3 separate regions of the Sus scrofa genome follow, and regions 1 and 2 are each linked to region 3. The links are chromatin contacts, called in public Hi-C maps. All regions are on one chromosome and are shown on one strand. Each heading gives the region's core, a stretch centred on a gene start, on an enhancer-like site or on the middle of the called end of the contact. The rest is flanking DNA. Distances are from core to core; before and after follow the strand shown. Region 1 overlaps SLX4IP (protein SLX4IP). Region 2 overlaps SLX4IP (protein SLX4IP). Region 3 overlaps LOC106506610 (a long non-coding RNA gene).

Evidence for each region. A called contact is a pair of places that touch in the nucleus more often than the background predicts.
Region 1: a contact with region 3 is called in a Hi-C map of embryonic fibroblasts, with 3 times the contacts expected there. The contact joins two enhancer-like sites. A contact is called at or near these places in 2 of 47 Hi-C or Micro-C datasets (embryonic fibroblasts and fibroblasts).
Region 2: a contact with region 3 is called in a Hi-C map of embryonic fibroblasts, with 2.4 times the contacts expected there. The contact joins two enhancer-like sites. A contact is called at or near these places in 2 of 47 Hi-C or Micro-C datasets (embryonic fibroblasts and heart right ventricle).

The regions. Positions count from the first base shown.
Region 1 is chr17:19,483,513-19,487,362 of Sscrofa11.1, reverse strand. The region is part of intron 2 of SLX4IP (protein SLX4IP); the gene reads right to left. Among named protein-coding and RNA genes, the nearest start is that of SLX4IP, 120 kb to the right of the region's middle. Within about 2 kb of position 1,297, at least 6 of the 83 cell types and tissues checked have an H3K27ac peak or open chromatin away from gene starts, as enhancers often do. A contact at or near this core is called in embryonic fibroblasts, where this site is marked.
Region 2 is chr17:19,402,827-19,406,558 of Sscrofa11.1, reverse strand. All of the region lies in intron 2 of SLX4IP (protein SLX4IP), which reads right to left. Among named protein-coding and RNA genes, the nearest start is that of SLX4IP, 41 kb to the right of the region's middle. Within about 2 kb of position 1,623, at least 24 of the 83 cell types and tissues checked have an H3K27ac peak or open chromatin away from gene starts, as enhancers often do. A contact at or near this core is called in embryonic fibroblasts, where this site is marked.
Region 3 is chr17:19,868,766-19,873,041 of Sscrofa11.1, reverse strand. All of the region lies in intron 1 of LOC106506610 (a long non-coding RNA gene), which reads right to left. Among named protein-coding and RNA genes, the nearest start is that of JAG1, 240 kb to the right of the region's middle. Within about 2 kb of position 1,406, at least 8 of the 83 cell types and tissues checked have an H3K27ac peak or open chromatin away from gene starts, as enhancers often do. A contact at or near this core is called in embryonic fibroblasts, where this site is marked.

The DNA of each region.
Region 1 (3,850 bases), core at 48-2,547, 390 kb after region 3:
TGGCTCACAGTCTCCTCAGAGAAGATGTGAGAAGGGAGGCAAAGTGCTTTTGGGAATGACGCAAAGGCCAACAAAATGTTATGATGAAGCAACACTTAAGCTGAACGTTTGCCTCTGGAACCTTTAAGCCATATTTGAGGCTAAATCACAGCCTCTAAAACCCATCACTGCATGACAAGTACAGTTAGGAACAGGCCCTCAGTCACTCGCTTTGGAAGAGAAGAACTGACTTCATTTCTTTAGACAAGAAGCGTGATGATTTTCCAAAAGTTATCCTTTTAATGCAACTCTCAGGCCACTAATGCCTGTGCCATATACAGAGCACGTGGGCAGAGAGAATCAGGGTGATGATGAGGGGATAGGACAGACCCGGTGTGGCCCCTCTCTGCACCTTAGAGCCCCAGGCCCTGGATTTAAGTCCCCACAGTGCAAAATGGGGACAATAACAGAAGACATTTTATGGCATTGTTTTGAGGATTAAACGAGAGAATTCAGGCCCAGGACCTTAGCACAGTGCCAGCATCTCAAGGGCTCAAGAAAGAAACCAGGGTTGTTTTGTTTTCCACCAAAGGCAGAACTTGCCTCAAATTCCAGGACATTCAGGAATTCCTGCTATGGCTCAGCAGTTAATGAACCCAACTAGTATCCACGAGGATGCAGGTTCGATCACTGGCATCGCTCAGTGGGTTAAGGATCCGGTGTTGGTGTGAGCTGTGGTGTAGGTCGCAGACATGGCTTGGATCTGACATTGTTGTGGCTGTGGTGCAGGCCAGTGCCTACAACTCCTATTTGACCCCTAGTCTGGGAACCTCCAACTGTCGCAGGTGTGGCCCTAAAAAGACAAATGACAAAAACAAACGAACAAACAAAACAAAACAACCCCAGGGCATTTAAAATGAACTCTGAATTGTCAGTTCCATGAGACTCACAAGGAGATAGGGTGCAGGTTTCCACCTATGCCTACTAAGAGCCAATAAATGTCTCATAATTCTTTCACACCATTTTACTCTGACCACACACTGCTTCTCAGAATCACACTGCTTCTCTGGCTTGTAATCACTTCAGATTACAAGCCAGAGAACTCTCACATATTTCTGCAACACGAAATGAAACGATAATCCAACAGAAATTACCCTGTTACTTGTCTATAGGGAATTTGTCTTGAGAGGGTCCTAAGTGGCTAGAAAACCAAGCCATGTTCACAATGGAGCAATATTTTGGCCAGTCTGCAGTGTGTTCAGGACCAAGTATGGCCAACCAGTTAGTAATCTAAAAATGGAGCCTGGTGAATGCCAGGGCTGTTAGTCTCCACAAATTCTGCTCATAATTTGATCCAGCATGTGTCATCAAGAAGCCTCGGAATGTGGTTTGAATTCAAACTCTACACACTAATGAGTTAAAAAAATCTTTTATATTCTCAAAGAATCCTGACATTCCTCAATGTCCAGAAGAACAAAAGAGAAGCAGTACAACCTATGAGTTAAAGAAATTCATGACAAATTACAAATGAATCAAACTAAAATAAAAACAAAAATCCTGTAAATATTCCCCCTAGTGATGAATGCTTAGAATGTGTGGATTGTTCTAAAGGGTGGTCAGCCCTAGGGGAGATTTCCTGAAAGAGGAAGGGAGATAAAAGACAAGGGCATAATTTTCCTACCTCTTCTCAGGGGAGGGGAACCAAAGAGCCTCTGATGAGTGCTTTGGGGATTCTGGATGACTTAGAGGAATTCTGTTCATTTGGTTAATGGAAAGTAATTGAAGGAATCCCCACACCAATATTTTTTCCTTTGGAATCCTCTCTTCTATTTTCGAATATAACAAAGGACTTCCCAGTAAAGCTGTGACAGGCACCCTCTTCCAGTGGTCATTTACTTTTTTCTGAAGTGCTAATATTGTATAAGTGCTGCTGATAATGGGGGCTGCATCTGCGCTTCGAAACTGGGTAAGGGTTGTGTTTTCCACACCAACTTTGATGGGTCAAAGACAAGGCTACCTGTAACCTTTTCAAGAAGGCAAAGAGAGTCTAAGCATATGGGTGCAACCAAAACATCACCTCAGAGTGAGGACTTCCTGAGACCTATCACACATGACGAGTTTCCACTTCAGCAGGGCTCAGGGTTACCAGAGTCTCAGAGAGGCTCAATCAAGTCAAGTGCCAGCCCCGTCTCTGCCCTTGGCCATGATTTTCATCCTAGTTCCGCCAGTTCAGGAAAGCGCTCTCTACCTACAACCTTAAGGATATTTGCCCACTAGACCCTGGAGATCCAGCAGTCAAAGGACCAGCATCCTCAGTGTCTCTTGGAGTTTATCTGACCTGCAAATTCAGACCTACCTCGTCAGAAATGTTAGGAGTGTGGTCCAGTATCCTGTGTTTTAATAAGCCCTCCAGATGATTCTGGTGCAGGTTCAAGTTGAAGAACCACTGCTGTAGGCTACTATATCTCTTCGAGAACTACTCCCAGTATTCTCTGTACAATACGGGACATTTTTTGGAGGTTACATTAGAAAGGAAGGGGAAAAAAGTATCTGATTAGGTTTTGCAAGGTAACATGATAGAAGGTGACAGCCCACTAGACTATATTACAATTCTAAAAGCCACAAGGAAACTACGTCTCAGTTTTATCATGATGATAAGAAAATAATTCCCGTAGAGTTGCAACCAAATCAAATTATGATTTTCTTTAAAAAGAAAAACCAAAAACCCTCCAAAGGTAAATGTGACGTGCAGCCAGGGTTAAGAGCCACAGATGTAATATTGCTTCCCTGAGCATCTTTTAAAAATCCCCTTTGGAGTTCCCATAGTGGCACAGCGGTTACCAATCCTGACTAGGATCCATGAGGATGCAGGTTTGATCCCTGGCCTTGCTCAGTGGGTTAAGGATCTGGGGTTACCATGAGCTATGCTGTAGGTTGCAGAAATGTCTCAGATCCCAAGTTGCTGTGGCTGTGGTGTAAGCCGGCAGCTGTAGCTCTGATTGACTGGGAACTTCCATATGCTGTGTGTGCAGCCCTAAAAAGCAAAAAAGAAAAATCCCCTCTGGATTTGGATGATGGTGACGGAAATCCAAAGGGTAAAGGAAATCTACCTGTAGAGCCTTAGGAAGAAATGGAAAGGAAGTTGTAAGCCCACATGGAGAGGGAAGTCACGTGGCTGTGCTCAAGTCCTTTCAATGAGTTCAGATTTCTGGTGGGGCACCCTGTCCCTAAGCATAAAGAAGATGGGCACAGGGCTTAGCCACTGGGGTGAACGAGGAGTGCTGGAGTTCCACTGTGATCCTTGAGAGAGGCAAACAATGGTGCACTTTGACAAAAGGGGAGAAAGATTTTTGTAACAGTAAACAATCCTTAAACAGATTATTAGAGGGGATCCAGAAGAAAACTCAAATTATGAAAAATGAATCTCATTTTCTTCTTGGCCAAGGTTCCTAGACTGTGACACCTGGTAAACCTGACAAAGAAGGCATGAACCTCAGCCAGGAATCAAGCAGAGTTTCCCATGACCTCCTTCGGTCCGAACCACTGCACCAAAGCAGCTTTTGCCAAGGTTATCAATAACCTTCATGTAGCCAACCCAATGAACAGTTCTTGGTCCTAAAGTTACCTGATCTCTCAAGGTCATCCTAACAAAGTAAGTGGTTCATTCCCTCATCCTTGAAACCCTCACTTCTGGGCCACCATGCTTTCTGGTTCTCCTCCCTCCTCGGTGGCCGCTTTTCCTCAGTTTCCTTTGCAGGCTCGTCTCCCTTGTGCCAATATCTAAGTAGGGCTCAATCTTTTGACTTCTTTATCTCCATCTACACTTTCATTAGTCTCAAGTTTTCAGATACTGATGACACCTAATGTTCTG
Region 2 (3,732 bases), core at 374-2,873, 470 kb after region 3:
TACAGAATGTCACTGTGAAATAATTACCGAGGGCCCATGACATGCATAAAGTGTTCTTTTCCCAAACACTCTGACAGCACTGTCTTTTATTATTACTCCGATACCCACAAGAAACTCCCTCAAACAGGGGAATAACAGCACTATCCCACAGTTGAAGAAATGGGCGCTCAGGAAGGTAACACAAGCACAAGTGAAGCCCAGTCACAGGTGAAGCCACAATGGGAAAGCAGGAAGCTTTATTAAAAGCCTGATGCTCATTTGACCTTCTAGAACCCTTTCCTCAAAAACCTGAGGATCTATGATGAAAGAACCTAGAGTAACAGGAATAGAACATACAGAACCACAGAAACTTAGGATGAGACATGATGATCTCAGTATGATCCAGAATATATGGTGAATTTTTTCAGGTCATGAGAACTGGGGCACTAGACCTGTCACACGCCTTGCCAGCATCAATATGACACTACGTCTCTGTGAAACAAACAGCATGACATTCTTTCTCACCTCAGATCACCCTTGCAAAATATAGAGGGAACACTTCCAAACTCCTACAAAGCCAGCATTACCTTGATAACAAAACTGCTGGGCAGGGTCACTAAAAAACTCATTTGTGGAGTTCCCACTGTCGAACAGTGGGTTAAGGATTCAGCATAGTCGCAGCTGTGGCATAGGCTGCAGAGGCAGCTCGGATTCAATCCCTGGCCTGGGAATTTCCATATGCTGGGGGTGCAGCCAAAAAACCCCCCTGCAAAAAAAAGTCTTATTCATTACTTGATGTCTGTAATGGTCCTAAAATCAGAATGATATTGTCACATGCTACTCACATGTGACACAAAGTGACACGTGCAATGGCCTGGTTTCCTATATTACGTAATCACGGGTACTCCAAGAGGCTCTTCTCAGAGAAGCATGGAAAAGGATAAGACTAAGTGCACACTGTGCATCTTTACATCATGTCACTAACGGCTGGATGGTTGTACATATGCAATGACTCTTCCGGGAAATGTCATTTCCATGCCCCCCACTCCAGAGTTCTGAGACACAAGGACACTCTGTCAGTCCCACCCCATCTCCCACTTCCTCTGTCCTGCATCCCCAAAACTCACAGCAACATTAACAACAAGAAAAGGCGAGCAGGAAGAGCAGTTAAACGGAATGACACAGTGACTTCAAGGACTCTGCCCCACTGGAAATCCTCCAGTCTTTACTGCCAAGACCAGGGCTGAGCTGGGGTCCCAAAGCCTTCCAAGGGCCACAGGGATCCTCCCTCTCAGCCCTCACTGCTGCCTCAGGGATGCATGTTGTTGGCGGGGGCGGGGGCGGGGGGGTGGGGGAAAGAGCACACCAAAGGCAGTCTTGTGTCACCGAACGCTTTCTCCAAGGCCACTGTGGATTGTCTGGGTGGTTCTGTTTTCTACTGCTGTGGTGTTTCTTGGTGAGGAGAACTGTGAGAAGAGATGAAAAACATCCACAGGCCTAACAGGCGAAGTGTGAGGCCATCTACTCCCAGGCAAACAAAGGCGGGGCAAACAAACGCGGGCATGCAGGATGTCACGCTAACTCAGGAAGGAGCCAGCGATTTTAGAAGACCTTAGCTGCTGCACTTCTTGGATCATGATGTCTGCCCAGTTACTTTACAAAACGCAGAACAAGGATGCCCTCTACAGCCCTCACCAAGAATCCAGGGAACTTAGTGAGTTCTTGTGTCCCAGAGATCCTGAATCTACTTTCCAACTCAGAATTATTTTTACGCTAGCATAAGTTAATAACATACATATATGCTTTGTATGGATGTTGAAAAAAAATTAAAGTCTCATGGTCTGACACTAATTAAAATAAGATATAGCAGGAGTTACTGTTGCGGCTCAGTGGTAATGAACCCCACTAGTATCCATGAGAATGAGGGTTTGATTCCTGGCCTCACTCAGTGGGTTAAGGGTCCCACATCGCCATGAGCTGTGGTGGAGATCGCAGATGAGGCTCAGATCTGGTATTGCTGTGGCTGTGGTGTACACTGGTGGCTGCAGCTTCAGGTGGACCCCTAGCCTGGGAACTTCCATACACCTTGGGTGTGGCCCTAAAAAGACAAAAAAAAAAAAAAAAAGATATAATGATGTCCAAAGAATTATATCATCATTATACCAAAATAATTTACTTTCCTGAAGGCCATATAGAAGCAAAGTCTATACATTGCCATTTTGGCTATTGAAAAGGCTATTTTCAAAAGAATTACTTAAAATATTTTCCCCTGTGATCTCCTAACAGGGGCAACAAGTTGAGATCAAACGTTTTTAAGAAACATACCACAAGTTGAAGATTACAATATCCCTTTCTGGGACTGAAAAAAGGCCCGTAAGAAATAACTCTAAGTTTGAATGATTTCCCTGCTGCCCACGAGCCACGAGGAAAGAAACCTCTCATCTTTGTAATAGGGCAAGTGAAGGATCCTAGGTGCCTTGGAGATGCTCCAGGTTACTCCAGGCAAATACAAAAGAAGCAGAGCACAGGTCCTGCTTCTTGGAAATGTGACTGGGAAGAGTGATGGTATAAAAGCATGGATGGCTATAGACATGAACAATGGAGAATACACATAATACATGGCAACAGAAGCTGCATATCGCAGTCAAAGGAACAATGAGAGGGTCAGCAATGCAGGAAAAGTTTAGCTTCTGTGTGAAAAGAAAAGTGACCTTTGGTCAAGCCTGGGGAAAGCTGAAGGGAAGAAAAGGTGAGAGAGAACAAATAGGAAGAGAGAAAGACCCCAGGCCATCTCACTGTGGGAAAAGCAAATGCATCAGTTTCATAGCAGTAGGTGGGCCAGGGTCCTAAGTTTCAAGATGAAAACATGGGTCACACTTAAAGGGGATGTGGAGAACAGTTTTCGGGGTGCCTTAAATTTGGCTGGAGAGTTTAGAGTAGATCTGAAGAAACAAAAATTCTGATCAGATAAGAAGGAAGTGACATGATCAAAATGATGTTAAGGAGTTCCTGTCGTGGTTCAGCAGAAACCAATCTGACTAGTATCTATGAAGATGCAGGTTTGATCCCTGGCCTCGCTCTGTGGGTGAAGGATCCGGCGCTGCCGTGAGCTATGGTGTAGGTCAAAGATGTGGCTCAGATTCCATGTTGCTGTTGCTGTGGCTGTGACGAAGGCTGGCAGCTGAAACTCCAATGTGACCCCTAGCCTGGGAACCCCCATATGCCTCGAGTGCAGCCCTAAAAAGACAAAAGAAAGCAAAAAGAAAATGATGTTAAGAAAAGCATCATCCTGGCACTTGTATAGACACACTGGAATGCCAGGACAAGAAAGCCATAAAGGTCATCCACAGAGTCGTGCAGAAATATAAACAACAAGGATAATAAAGGCTGATATTTATTTATTTACTTATTTATTTATTTTTGTCTTTTGAGGGCCGCACCCACAGGATATGGAGGTTCCCAGGCTAGGGGTCGAATCAGAGCTGTAGCCACCAGCCTACGCCACAGCAACACAGGATCGGAGCCACGTCTGCAACTAACACCACAGCTCACGGTAATGCCAGATCTTTAACCCACTGAGCGAGGCCAGGGATTGAACCTGCAACCTCATGGTTCCTAGTCAGGTTTGTTAACCACTGACCCACAACAGGAATGCCATAAAGGCTGAATTTATAAGAAAAGGAAAGAGAAGATTCGAGTCCACTGAGGATGGATGCATTATACAGATGACTGTGAACGAAGGATAGGGACAGC
Region 3 (4,276 bases), core at 157-2,656:
ATCCAGGTGTGTACATGTTGGCAATAAATTTAATTTTTAAAAGTACTTCACAGGCCACTGCTGCTTGCCTGTAGCTTGAGCAAAACCAAAGTGGTCTTTGGATGGCCAGTGTGCAACCTCTGAGCAAAGGAATCGCTGAGATTCCAACACAGGTGTGATGGGACGGCTTTGAATTTGTGTCTCTAAAAGCTTCCAGGTGATGCTGGCCTGTGGGTCACACCTGGAGTAGCACTGCTTTATACCCTACTGCATTATGCTTTCCTCCACCCTAGGGAGTCACTCCATAAGGTCCAATGTTTCTGAGTCTTGGTTGGAAGAGCCTATACTTTTTCTCTTCTCCTTTCATTGAGCATCCTACCTGCCTCCTGACCCTGCTCCTACCCTTTTCTGGTCCTCAGTACTTTTTAGGAGAACAAATTGGATTCTCAGGTTGGCCATGGATGCCCTTTTCCTGCTGTTCTCTCCAAATGAAATGAAATGAAACACACTATGATATAGAAAGGCAGAAAGAACTTCAAACAGGCTGGCTCATTATTTCCCTCCACAAACTAGGGAAGGGCACAAACAAATAAACACAATATTGCTGAGGGGAAGCCAATGTGAGCTGGGCTTGGTTTTCGCCAAGCAGTGACCTCCTCCAGTGAATTAAATGCCCAGAGCCTCAGTCTCATCTGGTCCTGATTTTCAATCGGCAGTAAACTGATATGTTTTTTTTTTTTTCACTTTCATTATAGCTTGTTTTCATCTAGTTTATATTTCCAAATGTACTGGTTTTCAAGCCTGAACTGTCATATTTTAAAAAAAAAATACAACTTCAAAAAATGTAGGCGAGCCGACCCAATGGCACCAGGGAGGGGGCCAGCCCTCAGCTTGTGGGAACTCCTTGGAGATTTTCTTTTCTCTGAGCTAATCCCAATGGGGTTCACCACGTTGGTGGGTGGATGGAACGTGAGCACGAAGGGGTCCACACTGCCTGTCTTACCTCTCTGTTGGGATGGCATGCTGAGCAGAGAGAAAAGAGAAGGAAGAAATCCCTAGTGGTTTCCACACACTCTGTACTCTGACACTTTCTAGCAAAGGCACGGGGAAACTTTGAGAGTGTGGGAGGCTGGGCAAAGGGGTCACCCATCTTACAGCAGGGATTTGTAAACTTGCCCAGAGAAGGAGAAAAGGTCTGACTCTTCCAACCAGTGAGAAGGGAGGCCCATGTTTTGGGCACAGAAAGAAACAGGCAAAACCCTTCCCTCTGACTAAGTCGCAAAAGAATTAATCAGCAAATGGAATGAACACAGTTGGGAATGAGCTGTTAACATTCCCAGCAGCCATCCGAGGTACATGGACAACACACCCTTCTGCAGGACGAAAGCCATCCAGGGTGACACTCCCGGATGCCTGCCAGGCTTCCAGCTGCACAGCTCTGGGCAGATCTGAGCTCATTCCCTTGGCAGGTGCCTCCCTCCTCTGAGCTCCCTGAAGCTGGGTCAAGGCATTCTTTTTGCCCCATGGCAGGAGGCGTGACATTGGCCATGGAGGGAGTGTGGTCAACAGACTTGCGGGCTCTCCAGGGGAGAGCTCTACACCTCAAGAGACTCAGGCCACCTTAAAGTCTAGAAGATGTGGTGATGAGTTGAAGATTCTTCACAAGGCAGCCTCCATTTTCCATAGCCCCTATGCAGGGTTCAAACAGAAGCCTTCTCCTTTACAGGAATGATTCAGAATATGCACTCAAACATGCTTTCCCTTCAAGTTCAACTTTCAATGCAGCATTGCAAAAAAAAAAAAAAAAAAAAAAAATTGAAGTGTTGGCCCTCATGGTCTTTCTCTGATGTTTCGTTTCTTCTTCTCTCCATCTCTTCTGCCAAAGTTCTTGTCATCCCTGGGTGGCAGCCCTCTCCCTTCCAAGGATGTTTCAAATCTTTGCTCTCTAGTCTCTTCATAAAGCTTCTGTTTCCAACTGGTGTTAAGTTTAGGAAATTAAAGAAAATGTTTCCCCAGTTTGCATATTTTAGTAAATGCCTTTTGGTAGCCTGGCCATTCTCACTTCTATTTTCTCCATTTTCACACACACACACACACACCTCCTCACCATTACTTTTCCTCTATCCCTTCTACTCTTGAACTTCAGAAACCCAGGACAATATACACCACACAGTAGTAAAATGGATTACATGTTCAGGATTTGCCAGGTACTGTGTTTTAGAGGAATTATCTCACCCATTCCTCAAATAACTCTGTAAGAAATCATGCCATGCTCATTTGGGGATTCAGAGAGGTTAAGCAATTAGGCTGAAATTGAACAGTGAATTGATGATGCAACCAGGATTTCAATCCAGCATTCAGACTCCAGGGAGCCCTCCTTAAATTCATGTTATGCTAACTCCTCCTCCTCCTCACAAGTTCAGGAAAGGATCTGATAAACTTTCCTCCAGAGCTGAGGATAAGATACCCAAGCCTACATTTTGGCTAAAGTACTTGGCATCTGAGAACAGAACTCTGCCACACAGGGGAAACTCTGTTCTACCAGGAATTAAGACATCATGTCTGGTACCAGCAGTCATTCTTAACTTTAGCTGCACTGGGATCTGGAGCTTTTAGAATCCTGATACCCAAGCCGCACTCTCATCTGATTACATAGGAATACCTGGAGAGCAGAAGTGAGGCATCTCTATTTTTTAAATCTCCGCTGGCGATTCTAACACGCTGTCAAGATTGAGAATCGCATACAGATGGCCAACAAACACATGAAAAAATGCTCAACATCGCTGATTATAAGAGAAATGCAAATCAAAACTACCATGAGATACCACCTCACACCAGTCAGAATGGCCATCATTAATAAATCCACAAATAACAAGTGCTGGAGGGGCTGTGGAGAAAAGGGAACCCTCCTGCACTGCTGGTGGGAATGTCAACTGGTACAGCCACTATGGAGAACAGTTTGGAGATACCTTAGAAATCTATACATAGAACTTCCATATGACCCTGCAATACCACTCTTGGGCATCTATCCGGACAAAGCTCTACTTAAAAGAGACACATGCACCCGCATGTTCATTGCAGCCCTATTCACAATAGCCAGGACATGGAAACAACCCAAATGTCCATCGACAGATGATTGGATTCGGAAGATGTGGTATATATACACAATGGAATACTACTCAGCCATAAAAAAGGATGACATAATGCCATTTGCAGCAACATGGATGCAACTAGAGAATCTCATACTGAGTGAAATGAGCCAGAAAGACAAAGACAAATACCATATGATATCACTTATAACTGGAATCTAATATCCAGCACAAATGAACACCTCCTCAGAAAAGAAAATCATGGACTTGGAAAAGAGACTTGTGGCTGCCTGATGGGAGGGGGAGGGAGTGGGAGGGATTGGGAGCTTGGGCTTATCAGACACAACTTAGAATAGATTTACAAGGAGATCCTGCTGAATAGCATTGAGAACTATGTCTAGATACTCATGTAGCAACAGAAGAAAGGGTGGGGGAAAAAACTGTAATTGCAATGTATACATGTAAGGATAACCTGACCCCCTTGCTGTACAGTGGGAAAAAAAAAAATTCATGCTTTTCCTCTATTTCAGATCAGCTAGGGAAAAACCTACCTAACAGTATTCAAAATGGCAGATATTTATAAAGAAAAGCATTTTGAACTTGAAATCAATTAAACCTGGGTTTAGGGTCTACCGATCTGTCATTGTGCTAGTGGTGCGACTTTATTTTTACTTGTGGTACAAACACACATAACAAAATTTACCATCCTAACCATTTAAGTGTACAATTTAGGAGTATTTTTTTTTTATTGTTGAAGTATAGTTGACTTACAATATTGTGCTAATTTTAGGTGTATCGCAAAGTGATTTGGTTATATATATGTGTGTGTGTATATATATATATATATATATATTCTTTTTTATTCTTTTCCATTATAGTTTATTGCAAGATATTGAATATAGTTCCCTGTGCTATACAGTAGGTCCTTGTTGTTTATCTATTTATATATAGTAGTGCATTACCTGCTAATGTCAAACTCCTAATTTATCCCTGCCCCTACTTTCCCTTTGGTAACCATTAGTCTATTTTCTATGTCTGTGAGTCTATAATTCAGTAGTATTAATTAATTCACATTATTGTGTTAACTATCACCAGCACCACCATGCATCCTTGGAACTCTTTGCATCTCACAAAACTAAAACTCTATATTCATTAAACAACTCCCCATTCCTCCTTCCCTCCAGCCCCTTGCAACCACATCCTACTTT